Linked DNA regions of Gossypium hirsutum: region 1 is linked to region 2. The links are chromatin contacts, called in public Hi-C maps. All regions are on one chromosome and are shown on one strand. Each heading gives the region's core, a stretch centred on a gene start, on an enhancer-like site or on the middle of the called end of the contact. The rest is flanking DNA. Distances are from core to core; before and after follow the strand shown.

Region 1 (6,623 bases), core at 1,468-3,967, 290 kb after region 2:
ATGGCCATAGCGAGGTCCAGGTCCCTGCCCTTGCACAACAACTCTAGCCAAAAATAAACCGCCAAATTGGAAATATAATTAGATTATATCAAAACAACAGCAATTCGCGATGAGAAATAGCCGAAAACCAAAGAACTGGAACTCACCGATTCCATTTAAACTTATCATTGGTCAGATCAAGCACGTAAAGATCATCAGTAGAATGACCAGCTGGTCCTATTCCACCCTAGCCAATGAAACAAATAAACCAATAAAATAACCAATACACCATAAAATGATATAAATGCAGCAATCTTTAGTGATGATTCTGCTGTTTTACAGACCTGAAACACAACCATGGTGCCAACCGCGGCTGCAGCGTGAGCAGCCCTAGGTGAATGCGGCTCTCCAGCTAGTCTGATTCTGCAGTTTCATGGCATCGGTGTATCTCAATTCACCAGCAATAGTTGAAATCTGCAAAAGGAGAAATGCATGTTAACCCACCACCATCACCTTGACCAAACTGATTTGCAACCCAAGGGGAAGGGGAAAGAGGAGAAGAACAGTAACCAAACATCAGAAGAAACAAAAGAGGAAAAGAAACAAAAGAAATAATATGGGTAAAAGAGGAAAAGAAAAAGCAACTGAAGTTGCTAAATTCTTACCAGACCAAAAATCGCCAGTTGATTTGGGGCTGACCAGCGTGGTGGAGGCTGCTTCTCACCGGACTGGCATGTTGAACCAAAAGGCTGACTAGTGAGGTTGCTGCCATTCCCCCCCCCCCCCAACTGCACCTCACTAGCATGCAATGACAAACTAAAGGAGCCCTGAGTTTACCTTAGGTTTGACCTTTCTATTTAGCTTTCCCTTTTATAAAAATATTGAGTTATGACTTGTTTAGTAATACTTAAAAAAAGTATTTTTGGCTTGAAAAACATTTTTTTTAAAAAAAGTTATATTAAACAAGTTATTTTTGATTGAAATTTTGAGCTTTTGAAATAGAAAAGTTAAAATTTTTAACTTTTTCTATCCCAAAAGCATTTTTAATGCTTAATTACTTTTTCACACCTCCAACAACATAGTATTTTCCCTTTCTTTTTTTTTTCTTTGTTAAAACCATTAATTAAAAATAAAAATGTATTTTTTAAAATAATATAAATGTGTTAATATCTAATTACAAATATTTAATGGTCATATTTAAAATATAGTTTATATATTCTAATTAAATTTTATAAATAATTAATATTTATTGCTTAAAAATATTTAAAAATTATATTTCATATATTAAAAAATTAATAATAAGTCATAATAAATTATTTTTTATATTCTTACTAAAACATAATAATATTAACTAATTTGAATATTATTTAAATGCATATTTGTTATTTGATAATATCATATCTAAAATGGACATTTTAAAAACAATACTAAACACTCAAATCTTAAACTAAATTTATCAAAAATACTTCTCAAAATACTTTTCCATAACACTTTTTAAAAGTACTTTTTAAAAACATTGCTACTGGCCCTTAGTATCAAAAAGTGTCGCTTCGACCCTCTTAGTATCACCCTATCATACAACTCTTTAACAACCCAACTTGCTACATAAAGACATCAACAAACAACAAATAAGAATATAAGTGAAAGGCTTCTTGAATATAATCCATATTTCTATGATCAAGTTTGAAACATGACTACCCACGGAAACAAGAATGGACATAATTATGTGGTCGAAATTGAGGTAACTGTAACTTAAGATCAACAAAATGTAGCTGTTCGGAATAGGAAAGAACAAAGTCTTTCCTCATTTCATGGCAACCAGAACCAGTGTTCACCTTATATTAAGCTTTTAATTCAATATCTAATTAAACCAGTAATCTTGCAAGATTTGATTTTTTTTTTGTTAATATGTAAGCATAAACCAAAAGGCCCAAGCTTTTCACAGAATTACATGATCAAAAGATCAGTGCAGTAGGCAGAAGTGTAAAGTTGAGAGTTTGCTTGGAACATTTTTATATTTGACAAAGGCCCAGTAGAACCAAGATTGATAGAATTGTGCTAGCTCAGGGCACCTAAAGTGTTGGTATCCTAGGTAATATCTTATCAAACTGTCGGCAACCTATTTACCAAGTGTGTGTGATCAAGCACGCCCTCAACTTTTGATCTTGCCCCTTCATTTTCAATGTTAGGGAGAAATTTATGACCATCTATTTTATTTACCCTCATATCTGTCACCGAATCAAACAATGTCTACTCTTGTTTTGTCGGCATATAGTTAAAATGTGCTACAGTACATACAGATAATATATGATTATTCCAGTTGATTGAGTACTCATTAACGTTTTAGAAAAGAATTAAAGTTCGAGTCTTATTATCAATCTCATTTGATGTCTGATCCATGAGTACCAAAAAACAATGAATGCAATAGATGAAATAAATCCTTTGGCACAGATTTTGGTGTACAAAAGTCAAAACCATGGAAGGTGGTCCAGTTAGTTTTGGAGAGCCAAAACATTACATTTAACCACAAGGAAGCGGCCAAGGTTTTCACCTTAGCTGCTACAGCAGCAGCAGTAGCTGTAAGTTCGTGCACCTAGGCAAAATGAAAGGTGGTAATGGGGTATGGGAGGTGGGTCCTTTCTGCATCACCAAACTGCAATACCGCCGAAACCATCTACTGAACAAGGTTGGCAATGTCAACTGCATTTTATGACACAAAACCAAACAAAGCTTAAGCTTTTGTGTAGATAAGGCACCTGCAAAATGATAAATGTTGGCTAAATATTAGCTATGCTCTAGTCTTCCATGGCCCCTACCATTTAAGAACATGATCAGTCAGCCATATAAGTCCATATCATAATCTGGCTTTTTATGTGGGAAGTTCAAAGCAAAACCAACATACATTCCTCTTTCCATCACTATTAGTAGTACTGGAAGGACATCCTTCTCTAGTCTTTACCCTAGGTGCTCAAACATTCCTGCTTCATTTCAACTATAGTTTTCTGCATATGGTTTCTCCACAACTAAAGTTTTCAACTTTCATACGCATTGAAAACCAATTCTTTGTCAAGATATGGAAAGAGACACCCTTTTTTATCTATGATGAAGTCCAAGGGGAATATAAGGCCCAAAAAATAAGCCCAGGAAATTAAGGGGTGGCTAAACCAGTAACCAGAGTAAATGCAAATCTGGGGTTGTCTCGTCTCTGCACTCGGCTCCCTCACCTCCTTGGAAAAGCCTAACCCTTAAATCCTTTGAATTTGTATCTCTAAGCCATTGACATTATCATATAATCAGATCCATTGTTAACTCTTTTATTTGATCGTAATTCCTGGTAGAGAAAAAAAGAAGAAGGGTAAGGGGAGCCCCCTGAAATTCTTCTTATAGCTGGTGAGTGTAAACAAACACGATCTCTTTTTCTTTAGATTTTTAAGTCCCTTTTTTTGTATTAATATTTGATGAGATTTACGAATTGGGTTTTGTATTTTGCTTGTTTCTAGATCATTTCTCAATCACATTTTTGTTCTTTTTTCTTACTAACTATTACTTTGTATGTTTTTGCTAATCTCTGTTTTGTCAATACCTTGCTTAAATTCATGGTTTTTAAGATTTGATCATATCAAAATCGATTTTTTCTGCTCTAATTCATTTGGATATTCTAGACTTAGTTATAATGGTTCGGTGCTTTTAAGGTTTTTTTTCTTCTTTTATGGAAAGAGTTAACTGGCTGTTCCATATATGAACTTGGTTCTAGCCTTTTAGTCAATTGCAAAATATAAAATAAAAGGGCAGTTTGCTTGGTGATTTAGTTTCTACTGGTGTCTCTTTGATGCAAAACTGAGTCTAGTATGCTATAATTTGATCTCTCTTTGCAAGATGCAGATGCTCTACTTTATGATCAAGAGCATATTTTTTTTTCTTTGAATGTTGAAATTGATTTACTTGGATCTATAGCTTACTTCCTGCTCAAAGTTCTCTAGTTCATACAATCAGAGTTTCTGTGTTTCAGTGAATTTTTATGAGCTGTTGACATAGCAGTAAAAGTTTTCAATCCTTAAATTTAACTCTTTAAATGACTCCTATTGAAAAATATATGAAACCTTTTAAAGACTGAGTTTTTCAGCATCTCTAATGATTAAAACAAAGAATAAGACAAAAAATAACTTTTTAAAAGAATTCTTACATTTAGAAGTGAAAGCACAAGGGCTTGTTTATATATGAAGTTCTATGTTGTTTCCGTACCATGGTCCAGTGGTAATATTCAAAAGATTGAACTATCACATGTTATCTTATAAGGTCTAGTGCATAGTTGATGCATATTATTCAATCAAACATCTTATATTGCCCTTGCAGATGATTTATTGCTTATGATTGATTTCATAGCTTTATAATTGCTGTTCAAAAGATCTTATCAATTATCAGTTCTTTGCTTCCAAATTTGGCCTCTAGTTTTTTGTTATCTAATGACACTTATATCTGTTAACTTTTAAAGTTTATACAAAAATGATGTGATGTTTTACTGGTTAAGGGCAAGGACTAAACATAGGATTAGGAATCTTAGGTGAGCTATTAATCTGTCACGGTTGTTGGGTGAGTTGTGTTTTTATTTCCAATCGATTATTTGGATATTTCACATGAATGATCTGGCATTTATAATATGTCCTTGTTTTGAGCTTCTAAAATCTAAGCAGTAGGAGCTTAACTGGGATTTCAGGTGCGAGGCAAGGTGTTAGCAAGTTGGAGAGATCAAGGTACTGTTCCTTGCCTTCTAAGGAACTATATAATTAAAAGACTTTAATGAGTTGCATATTACTTGTTTCACTTAATTGTTTGCTTTTCAAATTCTGATAAATATTTTACTTGTCTTGAATATTTTAGTCGGAGACAGACAGTTGTTTTACCCTGTACTGTAACGATTAGTACTTTGGTTGGTTTTACATGAGGGCCCTCCTCTTGTTACTGCAGGAACCATAACGTACATATTCACTAGGAAAGTGATTAGTACTACATGCGTAGGGCGCTCAGGATAGATTTGTCTATGTTGCAGGAGGGTGAAAGTGGAGTAGAGTTTATTCCTTTTTTATTCAATTGACCTAATATTTGCTTCACAAGAAAGGTATTTTTATTCATGTAAGCAATTGCTGAATGACACATTTGTACTCTTTATTCCTATTTTAGCTTCCTTTTCCAGCTTGCCTTTATTCTTTTCTTCGGTAAACCCGTTTCTGTTCTTGAACAGGATACAAGGTTGGTGCTTCTTAGGTGATAACTTCGAGTACCAGAGAAGAAACTTAATTCCGAGTGCTTTTCATTGTTGATATGGTTATATAGAGTGACACTCGTAGGAAGGTTGTAAAATGGCTTTTGTTTCAGAGGAAGAAAAAACTGAGGATTACCTTTTCAAGATCGTACTAGTTGGTGATTCAGCTGTTGGGAAATCGAATTTACTTGCAAGATTTGCTAGGAATGAATTCTACCCAAATTCAAAGTCAACCATAGGAGTAGAGTTTCAAACTCAGAAGTTGGATATAAATGGGAAGGAAGTTAAGGCACAGATCTGGGATACGGCTGGTCAGGAGCGCTTCAGGGCCGTTACATCTGCATATTACCGAGGTGCAGTTGGAGCTCTTCTTGTGTATGACATCAGCAGACGACAGACTTTCGATAGCATTGGTAGATGGTTAAATGAACTTCAAAGTAAGAACCATGATTAACTTTTGTGCTTTTGTTGATTATACTTATAATGCATACGCAAACCCTCTCATCGTGAATCTCGTTTCTATAATTTTTTACCGAAACTCACCAATCCAAAATGGGTTAAATTTTGTTTTCTGACTGTTGAGCCATATTGTCGCAAATTTTTGTAACTAGGTGGTGTTTCCTTTCCATGCCCAGCCACTATTATAGATTTGTTGTTTTTAGCCCATGCTGGCTAAGTACTGAATTGTGTGCTTTGACATTTTGAACAGCTCACTCAGACATGAATGTAGTCACCATTTTAGTAGGCAACAAGTCGGACCTCCGGGATGCCAGGGAAGTATCCACAGCCGAAGGGAAGGCCTTAGCAGAGGCACAGGGTTTATTTTTCATGGAGACTTCTGCACTTGATTCCTCGAATGTAGCGGCTGCATTTCAGACTGTCGTTAAAGAGATCTACAACATATTGAGCCGGAAAGTTATGATGTCTCATGAGCTCAAGAAGCAGGACGCACCATTGGATGGGAAGACCGTGGTTTTACAAGGGGATGAGAACCAAGAACCTGCTACTGAGGCACCCAAATCGGGTGGTTGCTGTTCATCCTGATGCTTATCCATTTTAACGATTTTCCATCAAGTTTCCACTGAATTTGCTGATATTTCTTCTTCTCCATGTCTTCATTTGTTTGAATAACATTTGTTTTTACTCGTTCATGCTTTGCTTTTATCATATACGGTGGCTGAAGAAGAGACTCATATGGAATAGAAATTAGAAGATGTAAATGAATTTGAGGGGGATTGGAAGGGGGTTAAAGAAAAGAAAATCAAATTTAGATGACTATAAATTTTCGAATGTTAAACATATTTCCTTCTTGCTTTCCACTTCCCCTCCACTTGTTCTTTCTACCCCCATTTTCCTGCAGGGCTTTTGTTTTCTACTGTTATGT
Region 2 (6,188 bases), core at 2,128-4,627:
TATCTCGTTTTATAAGATCAAAGTGAATTAAAATATTTGTAATTGTTTTTATCTCGGAACCTTGAGCCATGAAAATGATAAGAAAATCATCATAAAAATTTAAAGCAAAATAATTATATTTTATGTTACTCATACTCAAATGTGAATGTTGGAGACGAATATGTATCCAATACGAGAATAATTGATCTTTTTAAAGTTTTTCTATATTATACATGCATGAAGAATGGAGGAGGTGATGGGGGGTTTTGCCTACCCCTATACCACACCAAACTTGATCATAATGAACAATAAATGAGTGACATGCAAACCAAACACTAGAATCCAGATTGGAATGAGGTTGTCCGAAATCCAACATTACATTGCACGTAGGCTGTTCCAGTTTGTAAAACACCCCAAACCCTGTCGTGGGTCCAATTGAGTTGGGGCACCCTCCTCTCTCTCACCACACTGTCTTAAAAAAACTTTAGATCAGAATCATGATCATGTTCCTTTTGGCTTTACAGAGTAATTCTGAATACTGTATCGTAAAAGATTTTCAAACCATTTAATTGTTTGCATGACGATGAACCCATCTCGATGCTTCCTTTATCATTTTTTTTGTCCAATATTGAAACCTTGAAATTATTATTGTTGAATAATTTTCTGTGTATATCATTAAAGGGAACATTCGGATATTTATATATATTATTATTCATGATTTGACTCTACTGTTCATGGACTTGACCTCATTATTCATAGTATTAACATTCTGAGTAGGCGTCGGGCATGTTGAACACGTGTACCGTTCTGGGTCGCCTCTTAGGCCTTGCAGTCCACTACATGCGAACTCCTTTGGTATATGCGAGTTGGGACCGCGAACTCCCCTCTGCCCGTGCGAGCTGATATCGCGAACTCCCCTAGCTGTCCCCTCACTATACGCCTCTCGCATATCCATCTGGTGGGGCCTGGTCGGGTCGCGGGTAGACGACCTGGATCTTACCTAAGTTTCGGGTTGGTGATCATTAGTATATAACAATTATACATGAAAATGAAATTCTATTCAAAGGGAATATCACTTTTTCTTAATAATAATCATTTGAAGTTAGTAATGGTAAAATAATCTATATAATATTAGAGATAAGGAATGAAAGTAACAAAATTTGAAACCACATCAAACAAGTGTTAAATTAGAGTTTTAATCACCACTTCATTCAAGTCAAGACATAATACTTCCTTTGTTTAATCTTATAAAAATATGTAACATTTTAGCGCAAGTCGGATTAGAGTTGGGAATTTTTTTTACGATCAATATTCAAATAAAATTGAGTTCAAGACAGTGAAAATTTTTGTGACTCTCACCATGTTTTTATCCTCCTACTAAAAAAAGCATTAAGTGATTAAATTAATTCGAATTTACAATCTTAAAAATTATAACAATTTATTCACAAGCAACATCAATGCCGATCAATGTTTTTTAAATCCATAAATCATTACAATCGAGTTAAAAATTGGTTGAATCGATTTTTTCTTTAAATTTATGAATTTTTAAAATTTATTTAATCAATTGATGAAATTAATTCAATCATTAATCTAATGCTGAAAACTTAGATACCAACTACACTAAGTATAAGGGTAAGATGAAGGGTGTATTTATAGGGTAACATGATGAAAGGGATGATGCGTGGCAAGTGTGAGGATAGGTCGACTAGGGAAGCATAGGCAACATGGGACCCAAAGAGGAATGGGGTAAATCATCGAGGGGGTGGAAAAGCCAGCCACACGGCAGCCAAAATTTTTCATATCAAATCGGAGAGTGACAATGATGGCAGTTGTTACGTGTGGCCCCGCTTTGACACCGTCCTACACTCTCTCATTCGGCTCCTGTTGTGTTGTTGTTGCCTTTTCATGTGGGTGGGGATCGGGTTGCTCACGTCTACACCATTTATCAATGTTTTTTTTTTTAAATTTGTTCATTAGTCGAATTAGTTAATTCATCAGTTCTATTAGTTCAGTTATTAATTTTTTTTAAAAAAAATTGGTTCAATCGATTTTTTAATCAGTTAAATCAATTTGTATCAATTTTCGATCTAACTCATTTAAAAACACTTTTTACATCGATTCTTCAGTTGGTTCCCAATTCAACTGATGTGATCCAGTTCAAACAATAATACCATTTACTTCATTGTCTAAACCTTAAATTTACTTAAACATTCTGTCCTAACAATGAAACCCCAATTCTCTATGATGTTTATCAATATATTAAAGTTTTTAGACTTTATAAATAGGGTTAGAGAGTAGATAAATATCCTATAGAGATATAGCAAAATATTAAAAAATATATATATAAAAAAGAGACACGTGACAATTTTTCGAGGTTACTTGTGAAATAAAAAAAAATACACGGCCAATGTATTAAATACTAACCCATTATATAATATTGTTTCTAACTAAAATAATATAAAAATTAATTTATTTTAAATTTATATAAATAAATACTGTCAAAATTAAAATTTAATTTATATTATAATTCAAATACACATTAAATATTTAAAAATCATTTTTTATTTAATTATATACTAATTTTGAGATAAATGTATTAACTTCCTTTTTTAATTAGAAAAATAAATAGATTAAGTAATATGTATGTTAATAATTAAATATCATTAAAATTAATAAAAATTTCAATTTATTTGTTAAGTTTAATTACAAAAATTTTCATCCTAAAGGTATTAATATAATTTTTTCCCCTTGATTTTCACTAATTTAGAATCTATGAAAAAACACACCTAAATGTAGCCTTTTCATGCATAGGTTTATCATTGTTAGAGTTGTGTGACCTAAATTCCTATTAAAATAAAATACAAGTAGTAATAAGATAGGGGGATCTGCGAGAGGGCGAAGGCCGAGTGCTGAAGTTTACTTTCGTATAGGAGTTTACTTCCTCTATTTGATATTTGATTAGAATGAGGTGTTTTAACCTTATTGCATTACTTCTATTTGACTTTTATTATAATATGATTTTACAAACCTATAAATAGACATAGTCTATACTCTCTTTTTTTATGATTTACTGTCATTATCGACATTCAACTTTTACAATCATAATTATAGCCATAAATATTTGCATTATATATGTATTCATGGAGGGGTCAGGTGGAGGACCCAATTGAACAAACTAAAGTAAAAGAAGTAACATGAATATATATATGTATGTTGTGTACGTATACAGAGAATTAAGATATGATGTTTGATGTGAGGAATGGGCCTCCACCATTTGCCATTACCAATTCATTTCCAGTTAATTTTTATACCAACAAATCTTGTATAATGAAAGATACCAACTTTATTAAGAAAAAGAAGAAATAAAAGTAGAATAATTTACAACTAGACAACGGTGTAATGTCGTTTGAGTGTCAGTGACATGAGGTGCCAAATTGCAAAGATTCTTCCAATGCCTCTCTCTATCTCCATTTCTTTAATTTAAAATCAAGCTTTTACACCTCTATATATACCTCTCACATTCATCATCTCTTTCACTACACTCAGTACATTCACCTCTTGCTTTATCTCTGTGTATTTCATTCAATCTTTTCTTCAAGTTCCCATTTTCCCCAATGGCCAGTGTTGAGGTAATCCAACTGTAATGCTGTTTTTTTTTTGGTTTATAATGTTGTTGTTTTTCTTTTAAACATTAATAGAACCCTATATCATAGATCATCAATAATTCCACCCTGCACTCTGCAATATAGTTATGTATGGAGTCGGGTTGGATATCTTAACAGTAGACAAAGTTGTCTCTAATCCACAAGATTTAAACCCGAAAGTTTAGATCTGAATCTGCAATGTTAAGCTTTAGTTATATAGCTGTTGCAGTATTTGTGGTATTAAACGTCAATGTTTTTCCCTTAACGTTCAGTAATGGAACAAAAACAAATGATGGATGATCAACTGATTATGAACTGTCATAGTTTGAACTTGAAAACAACATTTAATATGTTCAGTTGATCATTGGCTTCAATTATCTCAATAATTAATTATTTATTTATTTATGAACTTGATCCAAGAATAAAGGGAATTATTTTCGGGTTTTTCCAGGTTCAATCAGCTGCAACAACATTGCCAGAGAACGAGACAACACCAGAGGTAACCAAGGTTGAGGAGACGCCAAAAGAGGAGCCAGCGGCCGCACCTGTGGAAGCTGAGCCGGAGACAACATCAGATGCTCCGGCTGCGGAGGAAACCGAAGTTTCCATAGCCGAAGCTCCGGCTGAAGTCGATACCAAAGAAGTGGTAGAAGAAGAAGCGAAGGCTGCTGAGGAAGCGGAGAAAGCAACGGAGGAGGTAAAGGATGACACCCCGGAGGTGCAGACAGAAACAGTTACAGAGGAGGCCAAAGTAGAGACCGAGGAACCCGCGGTGGAGGAGAAACCAGCTGAGGAGGAAAAGGGAGATGAAAAAGCTGATGAGATTCCTGTTGAGAAAGTTGAAAAATAGAGCGACCAATACCATACGTAAGGTGGCAAATGCTTAAAGGAGCTTCTTTTTTCTATAGTTGGCGGAGTCATACTACTATTATTTATGATTACTATGTAGGATGTGGGATGGTGAGGGCTTTCTTTTTCTTTAATGGTTGTTTCTCTGCTTTGGGGTTTGATATTTAGTATTGAACTTGCTTTTGGGTCCAGGGGTCAACATGCCGATGGAAGAAACTATGGGTTTTCCATTTTGAAGTGGTATGGATGTATGTATGTATGTATGTGTATGTGCATGCATGCATGCATGCACGTATGGTTTTCGGTCCCAAGAGAGTCTATATGATGAGTTTGATATTGGTGTGATGAGGTGTGATCTCCATATTTGCATAATAAATATATTTTTTTGTTTAATCATTTGCCTCGTTAAATTCTTTTCACTCCCTGTCTCCAAGTACTACTTCTTTCCTCGGTGTTCTTTTTTTAAATCTCTTCAATCTTTTTTTTTGTTAAAATTATCAAGTTCTTCTCTCCAAGGACCCCGGCTAGGTAGATGGTGGCGATTGAGGACTAGTTAGTATTACTTCTTTCCTCGGTGTTCTTATTTTAAATCTCTTCAATCTTTTTTTTTGGTTAAAATTATCAAGTTCTTCTCTCCAAGCACCCCGGCTAGGTAGATGGTGGCGATTGAGGACTAGTTAGCTGATGGTTCCCTGTCGCCACCATGCTGGCCCCTCTCCCACACTTTCACCATGATATGAAGAGGCCCTTTTCGGAGTAACAAATTTTTAAACTTGTTTACCATTGTCATCTTGATCGTATTTGTCAAATCGAAATTCACAAACATATTTTTACGTTCATGGATCCATATAACATCACAAATAAACAAGTTAGATTGTGCAATTAAAAATAAAACCTGAGACATGCAAAGAAAGAACACTATTTAGAGGCTGTTCTGTGAGTCTAGATGTCATTGCCCAACTGTGTAATTACATGAATGCTGATGCCAAAGAAGTCCAGGGAAGAGAGCAATTCTTCCATCTTGCCCCCTGCCTTATTCATGCTATGCTAGACCTATACAAACAGTTGTTCCACTAGAGAGAGAACCCAAAAATATAAACAAATTGGGAAGAAGCAATGACACCTCATCAAGGAAAACACAAATTAACTACTTCACCTTCTTACATATGTCTAAATGATTAGGCAGATGATATTATCCTATAACCTATACAAGCTGAGTGCCAATTTTTCTGTGTCAAAAACCCTTTCTTTTTACCCCCAAATGCAAATGTGATTCATGTTTTACTACCAGGTACCAAAGCTGCAGCCAACATGTTCCTGAGTAACGACATTAAGCCGTTTTTGCATTTCGGCCCTGGAGGTATATGGTGGGAAGCACAGCCGGTAAAAGCAGGTATGAGAAGAAGGAAGACGCTCATGGGGCTCCGAGGACTTATAAATATAAAGCTGAGAGGCCAAACCTTGGAAGCCTTCAACCGGAAGATGCTTCAAGGAGGTCCAGAAGAAAAGAAGTACCTTTCTTTGCTCTGCTGACATTTCCCTAACAATCTGCAATATCATCGGAAAATGAGAAAGTAAAATTTAGGAGAAATAGTGAAGGCGTATAGGTTCATAGAACTAAGCAATACGACAAACCATAAGCATTGCACTTATACCACCACATCACTTTGATTTCATATATTTATAATCATTACTTAAGGTTAATGTCAAAGCCTG

Evidence for each region. Hi-C and Micro-C count contacts between places; a contact is called where the count stands out from the background.
Region 1: a Hi-C map of leaf shows a contact between it and region 2, with 1.8 times the contacts expected there. The contact joins the promoter of LOC107910093 here to the promoter of LOC107910078 in region 2. A contact is called at or near these places in 4 of 34 Hi-C or Micro-C datasets (all in leaf).

What each region holds. Positions count from the first base shown.
Region 1 is chrD06:58,103,457-58,110,079 of Gossypium_hirsutum_v2.1, forward strand. LOC107910093 (ras-related protein RABA5a) reads left to right here and starts at 2,718. Exons shown (of 5, transcript XM_016837852.2): 1 at 2,718-3,369; 2 at 4,694-4,730; 3 at 4,945-5,109; 4 at 5,219-5,676; 5 at 5,949-6,623. The coding sequence starts at 5,337. The coding sequence ends at 6,283. LOC107910092 (ACT domain-containing protein ACR11) reads right to left here. Exons shown (of 11, transcript XR_001687466.2): 11 at 6,506-6,623. It overlaps LOC107910090 (a long non-coding RNA gene), which reads right to left and starts at 818. Exons shown (of 6, transcript XR_001687464.2): 1 at 645-818; 2 at 324-453; 3 at 147-226; 4 at 1-43.
Region 2 is chrD06:57,814,456-57,820,643 of Gossypium_hirsutum_v2.1, forward strand. It overlaps LOC107910078 (major latex allergen Hev b 5), which reads left to right and starts at 3,378. Exons shown (of 2, transcript XM_016837825.2): 1 at 3,378-3,608; 2 at 4,075-4,865. The coding sequence starts at 3,594. The coding sequence ends at 4,473. It overlaps LOC107961932 (E3 ubiquitin-protein ligase UPL5), which reads right to left. Exons shown (of 4, transcript XM_041095947.1): 4 at 5,376-6,020. The coding sequence ends at 5,757.